Linked DNA regions of Mus musculus: regions 1 and 3 are each linked to region 2. A link is a contact called in public HiChIP or PLAC-seq data. All regions are on one chromosome and are shown on one strand. Each heading gives the region's core, a stretch centred on a gene start, on an enhancer-like site or on the middle of the called end of the contact. The rest is flanking DNA. Distances are from core to core; before and after follow the strand shown. Region 1 has its middle 4.6 kb from the start of Gm40385. Region 2 overlaps Hdac9 (histone deacetylase 9). Region 3 overlaps Snx13 (sorting nexin 13).

What was found. HiChIP or PLAC-seq counts read pairs in DNA pulled down with a chosen protein or histone mark.
Region 1: a contact with region 2 is called in an H3K27ac HiChIP or PLAC-seq map of microglia, with 6 times the contacts expected there. The contact joins two enhancer-like sites. A contact is called at or near these places in 1 of 15 datasets of contacts at CTCF or cohesin (pro-B cells), 3 of 484 Hi-C or Micro-C datasets (conventional dendritic cells, granulocyte-monocyte progenitors and macrophages) and 5 of 115 datasets of contacts at active chromatin or transcription factors (the 230-238 cell line, bone marrow-derived macrophages, embryonic limb bud and 1 more).
Region 3: an H3K4me3 HiChIP or PLAC-seq map of bone marrow-derived macrophages shows a contact between it and region 2, with 8 times the contacts expected there. The contact joins two enhancer-like sites. A contact is called at or near these places in 1 of 39 promoter capture datasets (liver), 2 of 484 Hi-C or Micro-C datasets (B cells and bone marrow-derived macrophages) and 4 of 115 datasets of contacts at active chromatin or transcription factors (the 230-238 cell line, bone marrow-derived macrophages, large pre-B cells and 1 more).

The regions. Positions count from the first base shown.
Region 1 is chr12:35,024,764-35,027,498 of GRCm38.p6, reverse strand. No RefSeq gene overlaps it. Among named protein-coding and RNA genes, the nearest start is that of Gm40385, 4.6 kb to the right of the region's middle. Within about 2 kb of position 1,383, at least 65 of the 459 cell types and tissues checked have an H3K27ac peak or open chromatin away from gene starts, as enhancers often do. A contact at or near this core is called in bone marrow-derived macrophages, granulocyte-monocyte progenitors and microglia, where this site is marked.
Region 2 is chr12:34,713,078-34,715,916 of GRCm38.p6, reverse strand. The region is part of intron 3 of Hdac9 (histone deacetylase 9); the gene reads left to right. Among named protein-coding and RNA genes, the nearest start is that of Gm46347, 73 kb to the left of the region's middle. Within about 2 kb of position 1,541, at least 52 of the 459 cell types and tissues checked have an H3K27ac peak or open chromatin away from gene starts, as enhancers often do. A contact at or near this core is called in bone marrow-derived macrophages, granulocyte-monocyte progenitors and microglia, where this site is marked.
Region 3 is chr12:35,065,365-35,068,318 of GRCm38.p6, reverse strand. The region is part of intron 1 of Snx13 (sorting nexin 13); the gene reads right to left. Among named protein-coding and RNA genes, the nearest start is that of Snx13, 20 kb to the right of the region's middle. Within about 2 kb of position 1,593, at least 35 of the 459 cell types and tissues checked have an H3K27ac peak or open chromatin away from gene starts, as enhancers often do. A contact at or near this core is called in bone marrow-derived macrophages, where this site is marked.

The DNA.
Region 1 (2,735 bases), core at 134-2,633, 310 kb before region 2:
TAGAGTAATAAGCACAGCTCCTGACAACCACAGGGAGGCTAAAGCTTGTAAAGCAACTGGCCCATTTTATGAAGAATTTTGCCACTTTCAATGTGTATGATTAGTTGAAACTTAGTGTCACGTCTTAAAAAAAATCACATAAGTCATTAAAAGTTGCCATCTGACGAGCATTAATTGCCACAAAGAAAGAAATTCTATCTTCAAGTCTACAACTGAAGCTTGTTCGTATGGGTGATCCAGCTTAGTTTGACTTATAAAGCTCTACTATTTTGCAGTATATTTGTCTTCATAAATCTCTCTTACTCTATTAGCTACTTTAATAGATAGATACGCTTAACAATAAAACCATATTGAAACATAGATGAAAGAGGCACAGAGAGAGAATAAGTCCTGTAGGTGTATGGGCACAGCAAGGTGAAGGAATTGGTCCCTTAGCATTCCTTACAGTACTCAAATCTTCCTTGTAGGCACTTGTGATAGGTTTGCTAACTAGCATGCTATTGGTTCAGCTCTTAAAGGGGAAAGTTAAATCCGGAGAAACACAGTTTGGAACAGTGCTATGTAAGTCACTGATTTTATCAGATGCTCACTCACTTGTAATTGTCTTCTACAAAATACCTTACGGTGACACAAGTATTGTCCTAAACAATGAAGTGTAAAACTGAGCTTAAGGCTGTAGTTGTCAACAGGTCTCACATGCTCACAAAGACAGAAGCTGTAAGCTTGGGGCCTGTGTGGGTCTATGCCAGGTCCTCTGCATACATGTTATGACTGTTAATTTAATGTTTCTGTGGGACTCCTAACAGTGAGAGCAGCTGTATCTCTGACTCTTTTGCCTGCCTTTGGGACTCTTTTCCTCTTATAGGGTTACTTTGTCCCCAGGCTCAATAGGAAGGCGTTTGCCTTGTCTTACTCTATCTTGTTTTGTCCTGTTTGACTGTCATCTCTTAGAGACCAGCTCTTTTCTGAAGAGGAAATGTATCTGAGGGTTTGGATCTGGGGGAGGGGTAAGTAAGGGGGGTGACTAGGAAGGGTGGTGGAAGGAAAATCGGTGGTTGGGGTATAAAAACAAATGTTAAAAAGCAAATGTTAAAAAACAAACACAGAAACCCTGAGTTTGTTACCAGCTATTCTTTTGTGACATGCAGATGGAGTTTGAGTGAACAATCCACAGATCTCCGTGGTAACTCATTACCCAAGGCTTTATGAGTACCAAGGCGTCTGTGAAACACATCATTCATGCCTAGATAACCCAGCAAAGAGTTAGAATGCTGTCACCTTTGTACTGTAGCAGAGAAAAGTATGAGCAAATGACACGCAATTTGCTAGGCTTAGTACAGTTTCCCAAGCATAGGGAAATAATCAACAAAAAGGGAAGTATGGCCAGGCATAGAGGAACATGCCTTTAACCCCTTCACTGGGTGGTGAGAGTTGAGAGAATGTCTCTGTGAGTGCAAAGCCAGTTGGTCTACATAGCCTGTTCCAGGCCCTTGCTTTCCGAAGTGGCTCATGGAGATGTGGGGTTCAACTCTCTAACACAAGGATTACAACTCTATACCATCAAGCCTGGCTTTGTTTTATGTGAGTGCTAGTAATCAAACTCAGGTTCTCACACTTGGGTAGTAAAGCACTTTTCCAAGGGAGCTACCCCTTTACCCCAGTAAATTTATAATTTTACTTAGATATAATAATTTAAACTAATGTAGACAGTGACTATTCATGAAAGCCAGTTTGGAATTGTTTATAAAGCAGAAGATGATAGACTTATATGATGCAATTTATAGGACGAGCACATTGTGAATGAGCTGTAGAAACATTGAACTTCAGGTAGAGATGCTACTGATCACATACTTGCCACACCACAGGGATTGCATGAGCACCGTTGCTTTTGAGGGCTTTGCCCTCTGTTAAAATGAACTTCCAGACTGAAAGGCCTGTCTTTGTATGCAGAGGTCCTACACAAAATGTGATGTGATGAATATTTGTGCAGTTGGTTAACTTACTGTTGAACAACAAGGAACTGTTCTCAGGTGAAAATTTACCTTCGAATCACTTCTCAAGGTTTGTATAAAACACATACCCAATCCTCACTCCCAAGTCTACACACAAGACTAGACTTTAAAAGTTCTACAAATTGGGAAACATTTCCATAGTACAATGTATATAGATATGGATATGGATATAGATTGGATATAGAAGTAGATACAGATACAGATACAGGTACAGATACAGATACAGGTACAGATACAGGTAAAGTTACAGGTACAGGTACAGGTACAGGTACAGATACAGATACAGATACAGATGATACAGATGATACAGATGATACAGACACAGACACAGACACAGACACAGACACAGACACAGACACAGACACAGACACAGACACAGACACAGACACAGACACAGACACAGACACAGGTACAGGTACAGGTACAGGTACAGGTACAGGTACAGGTACAGGTACAGGTACAGGTACAGGTACAGATACAGATACAGATGATACAGATGATACAGATGATACAGACACAGACACAGACACAGACACAGACACAGACACAGACACAGACACAGACACAGACACAGACACAGACACAGACACAGGTACAGGTACAGGTACAGGTACAGGTACAGGTACAGGTACAGGTACAGGTACAGATACAGATACAGATGATACAGATACAGATGATACAGATACAGATACAGATGATACAGATACAGATGATACAGATACA
Region 2 (2,839 bases), core at 292-2,791:
GAGGAAGCTTGTCCAAAGGGCTGCAGTGTCCTGCAGAAGAGGATAGTCTGAGGAGTTGTGAGGAATTGGGGAGAAGGTGTGCCTGTGAGCGAGAGGGTCATTTTGGAAGTGTGGCGCTCCCAGGAATGTCTTCCCACCTTAATACCTGTCAGGTGTCCATGTGGGAATGGGGGTGGGGAGTGTGTGGAGCTCTAAAGCTCTTGCTTCTTATGCAGGGTCCCCTCGTAGGGCTCTCCTTGCATATCACTTACACATCAAGGAGCACGTTCCCTTAAATGTAAGTTAGAAAATGGGCTTACGGGAAATAAGGGCAATGCTCTCCATGCTCTTTGCCCTCCTTTATTTAGTTGGGTAGTGATACTGATTTGGGGGATAGTAGTAAAGGAAGGGTGCCTGTGAGCCCTTCCTTGCTCACACTGCACCAGAGTATGGAATTTAACTGGTTTTTTGTTTTGTTTTGGTTTGGTTTTTTGTTTTTGGAGACAGGGTTTCTTTCTGTAGTTCTGGCTGTCCTGGAACACACTTTGTAGACCAGGCTGGCCTCGAACTCAGAAATCCGCCTGCCTCTGCCTCCCGAGTGCTGGGATTAAAGGGGTGCGCCACCATGCCCGGCTTTTTGACCTTGTCACTTTACATGATTTCAATCTGTCAGGATGTCTTTGAGGGAATGCATTCTCAGCCAGTCTGCAGCAAGGGTTAATGAGCCTTCCAGATGATTTGCTTTGCAGACATTCTCTCTCTCTTTTTTTCTCTAATTCCATAATCCTTAGATATGGTGGGGGATGCACTTCAAAGTGAGCACTTCAGATTTACTTCAAATACCAGCCATTTAAGTAGCTCAGGAAACGGCCTGGTCCAGGGTTCTGGGGCAGCAGTGTTTTATATTTGTTGCAGTCTTTCAGAGTTGGATGGAAACATCAAAAGCATTTTGTTTCATTAAAAATCTGTCTCTTGGTCTATATTTTCTCCTCATTTCTTGTCAAGTTTGACTTCCAGGACACAGTTCATGGCTGCTCCTCCAGAGAGTGTTTAAATTTTCCTTATCCAGAGGCACACATTTTCTCCCTTGTCCTGTCTGTTAATTACTAAGCTCTAGAGGAAGAGTGGTCTGAGCCAGGGCCCCCAGTGGTGGAAGTTTCTATATCCGGTAAACTGGCTCTATTCCAGTGCAGAATAATTTATCAACAAATGAAACACCAGCCACGTCCCACACGTCCTCTGCATTAAAATCCCCCCCTTCCCACCCATACAGAGTTTCCTGGAGTATGAGCTGACATTCTCGTCCCTCCTCTTCATTTTGTTGAATCACTGGCGTCTGGCATTTATTAGGCTTCTTATTAATAGTAATAAGATGTTCATTCATTGAGTGTCTTGTGCTACAAACCAGATACAGTCCCTCCTTCTGCTTCCCGGTTTGCCGTGGCAGGGAAATTAACTGCAACACTGATTTCTTGTCTGTAGCATCAGGTACTGTTTAACCGGGAGTGGTGGGGAACTGATAAAATTAGCAAGTTGACTAACCACTTCCCTTCCTTGTGGCTCTTTAATATTATAACGGATACAGAAAAGTTCAGAAGGACGGGGCTCGCTTTCGAAACCACGGCACACTTTGGCCAAGAAGGAATGCACAACACAACGGGTGAGTTTCTTTCAAGATTTTAAGCGAGCCCTGAAAAGAGTATCGTGCCGGGTGTCTCTAAGTTTCCCTTTGCAAATAGTCTGTAATCATGTGTAGGGTGTGGGAAGATAGACCTGTACCAAGGGAAACAAAAGGGATTCTGATTAGCAGCAGTGAAAAGAACTGCGTGAGTGAAATGCAGCTCTCGGTAAGTGTTTACTGCTCCAGACTGGGGACAATTCTAGACTTGGCAAAAGCTTCTACTGGGAAGTTCATTTGTTTTCAGATCTGGGCTATCAGTCTTACCATGGGGGCCATTGTCTGCACAGCCCGATGTAACTCAGACCTAAAGCAGTTTAAGGTCTTCAGTTACCTATAGAGTTGAACTATTCTATTGCCTTCAGCATTTTGATAATGTGATAGTTTCAGGTGAATGTATAGCTCATGGCTCACAAGGCACCTATTCCCTAGCCTCCACTGTAGGGTCTGCTGTTGTTTCACATGGAACACGGTAATGTGCACCTACTTCGGAATTGGTGCGTATATTAGTTTGAAAGTGTCCATTGTAAACATTAAGCGAGAGAGACCTAAAATTCCCTACGTTGTCATACCAACTCATGAATGTCAGTTCTGTCCCAGCAGCTGGAATGATGACTGGTGGGAAGAAGGACTCAGGATCTGAGGATGGTTTCCCAGTGAGTGAAAGAGTGGGGAATGTGTCACCAGATGCTACCTTCTGGGGACCACATTCATTTCAGGCAAAGTTTTGGTTTCATTATAGATAGTCTTCTTGAGAAGTTTCTAAACTTTTCATGCCTCAGCGTCCCCACCTTAAATGAAGATAACAGTACCAGTCTCCTAAGGGAGAGTTACAGACAGCTAGGGAAAAATGCTAAGAAACAGTGTGACCCCACAAACTTAACTGTAATTTTTACAGTAAGGCTGGATTCGGTCTGTTTCTGTATACTTCACTGTTTTAAATGTGGTTTATCTTCTATCTCAATAGAAATTGAGAAATCTTGTCTTGGACCCCTAAGAATACCTTACTTTTGCCACACCCCTCTCTCCAGCTGTCCTTGGGGTTACATCTGAAAAGGAATAGTCAGAGCTCCCCTGTCCATCTTCTCTCTGAGAGGAGGGGGCATTGCAAAGATTTGTCAAAGCTCACATAGCCAGGAATAGCAGACCAGAGAGCAGTGACCCCTGCATGGGCCTTCTGAT
Region 3 (2,954 bases), core at 344-2,843, 350 kb before region 2:
GATTTTAAACAAAGTATGGCAGAAAAAAGAAAACAAGAAAAAAGGAATTTGGTAGTTCTAAGCATTGTTAGTATAATGATATTAATAAAATGGAATTTATTTTAAGCTGGCATAATGATAATACGGTTTTTAACAGTGAATTTTTTAAATATATTTTCAAGATGAAATCAAGTATGTGAAATATTCTTCAAGGTCACCTTCAGAGTTCTATTGAAGAAAAAGTAAAAAGCCATGTATCTACAACAACCTGTGGGCTGACAGGAGCCTAAGGTGGCAGGAGCACAGGGTGCTTGGTACACTGTTCTTCCTACTTCCCTCTTTGTATATGATGTTTCCAACTTTTAGACTTGATATCTTTCACTGGAATATTTTTAAAACACAACAATCATAAGGCTCAGTTGGACAGTCAAACACTTACTCCCAAGTAGTCACTGCAGGGAGATAAATAATGCCTAAACATGTTGCACATTTACAGACCAGGAAACTCAATGTGAGTTAGTCATTTCCTATGATTAGTTAACTGTGGTGCAACACACATGAAGCTATTCCACTAAGAAAAATATTGTTTTAAACACAGAACTACTGGGCATAATGGAATACACCTTTAGTCTCAGCACTCAAGAGGCAGAGGCTGGTGGAGTTTGAGGCCAGCCTGATCAGGTTCCAGGTCAACAAGGGCTACACAAAGATATCTGTCTCAAAAAAAAAAAAAAAAAAACCCAAAAAACAAATCAATAATAATAATAATGAACTAAGTACTGAGCTCTAATAACTTGTTTTATATATAGGAAAGTAAACACTTGATATAAAAACTACTGTCCTTCAAAGATTTTTTGGACATTTCAGACTGATTGTATAATAATCGGGCCTGTGTCAAGCCTTAATGCTGAAAGTATAAATAAAATAGCTCTGCTTCCAAGGGAAAGAGGATAATATGAACTTGGCACGCTGGTTTGTGTCAGAATCCCAACATTAAGGAGCTGGATACCGAAGGATCCAGTCTGTGGCCTGCATGTCCTACAGTACAAACGAGGATGGGGAAGGCAGCCATATGGCTCAGCAGGCTAAAGATGTCTGTACACACCTGGCAACCTATGGACAGGAGAGACTTCACTCCAAGTCATTCTCTAACCTCCCCACGATGCACTGTAGCATACACACACACACACACACACACACACACAGTACATTTTTTAAAGAATGAGGAATAGTTTTTTAATATAAGTTAGTGCTTCTAAACCTGAAACAGTTCTCAAATTCCTTTTAAACTGTCTTCAAAGGGTAGTCTTGTAGCCTGGGAATATGTATCAGAATAGAGTGTATCCTAGTCTACACAAGAAAAACCCATAGAAAAAGCCATAGCCTTAGTTGCCAGTATCAAAAATAAAGCTAACACAAACTACACTTTTGCAGTTTGGCAATAAATAAATAAATAAATAAATAAATAAATAAAGTTCATACTAGTGGTATTTTGCTAAATGGGCATGTTGTCAAGCTGCCTTCTAAACATTTATGCTTCCCCACTTAGGGTAGTTCTGCTCTCAGTCGCAGCCAGAGATTCTTCTTTGTGCAGTGGGCAGCAGTTAAAGCGGTGACTCATAAGTGGTCAAAGCGCTGACGGTGACTTAATGTTCAGGGTTCAGCCCTAAACAGGGTACCTACAACTGCGACCTACTCACCCAATCAAGAACATCACAGAAGGGGGGCAAAAATACGTAAGCTCCAGAGGATGTTCTGAAATGTTGTCTGCTGGATATGATGAGGCGGCCATGATATTCAGTCACTGCACAGACTCAAGCCAGCTTGCTCAGTCAGCACTAGAGCAGGCTCAACTAATAAATCCTCAGGATTATAAAAATCGAAGAAGAGGAGAAGACAAAATATGAAGGTGAAAGGAGGAGATGCTGGGATTACCTGAGAGAGCAGAAAAGGGAAGTGAAAGTGGTATTATCAAAATATATCAAAGAATAAACAAAAGATATGAAAGAAAAATCCAGGAATTCAGCCCATCTCCTTTTCCACTGGTGTCAAGAATATTGTAAAATGCTGTAGTAGATGCTGCTGCCTTATGCTTATTACAAAGAGTTTAAAAACTGAGAAAGGGTTCAGAAAGTCAGCCCTCTTCATTTGTCCAACATATATATTTTCCTTCCCTAATAGTCTAGGTTCTAAATAAACATTTAAAATATCGCTATGAATCGAGGTTTCTGACTTTTTTTTAAAATATCAAAAAATTCTGGCTGGGATCAACAAACATAAGATCTTAACAAAGCTGTAATCAGATAAAGAAAGTTCAATAGTGGTATCAACCATGAAAATGAACATGGCATGCACTAGAGCCATGGTCTCCACACACGCTAAAAGGTTTCTTGATGCTGAGTCTAATTTTGTTCGAAAATGGTCTCTCACTAGGTTACCCTTTCTGGTCTTAAACTCCTAGCCTCAAGTTAACCTCCTCATCGGTCTCGGAAGTAGCAGTCAGGCTGCAAAGATAAAATTTTACTCCTCTTTTAATTAAAGAAAAAGACAACTGTCTATACTTAAGTCACTATCAGAGTGAGAAAACACAAGAGTAATAAATTGCAAAGAGCCCATTTCTTAGTGAAGGTTAAGGCATAAACACATGCCCATTTCACAAATGGCTTTGACTTAAGCATTCTTTCACCTTAGTTTAAATTTAGAATAAATCCAATTACCTCAGGAATAATTAACTCAGTGGAGTAAGGGAGGAAAGATCAGAAATTACAAAAGGGGTTGCACACAGAAATGTCTGTAATGTGATAAAAGTGAGAAAGGGGACCAAGATAAATAAAAATTATTTTGTAAGTATACCTGTGATTATTTCTAAACACAAGAAAATATATAATCCTGAGGACTGGGCTTACAATTATGCACATAACCCTCAAATATTCTTTGTTTTCTAATCCATCACTTTTCCTGAACATATAACACCA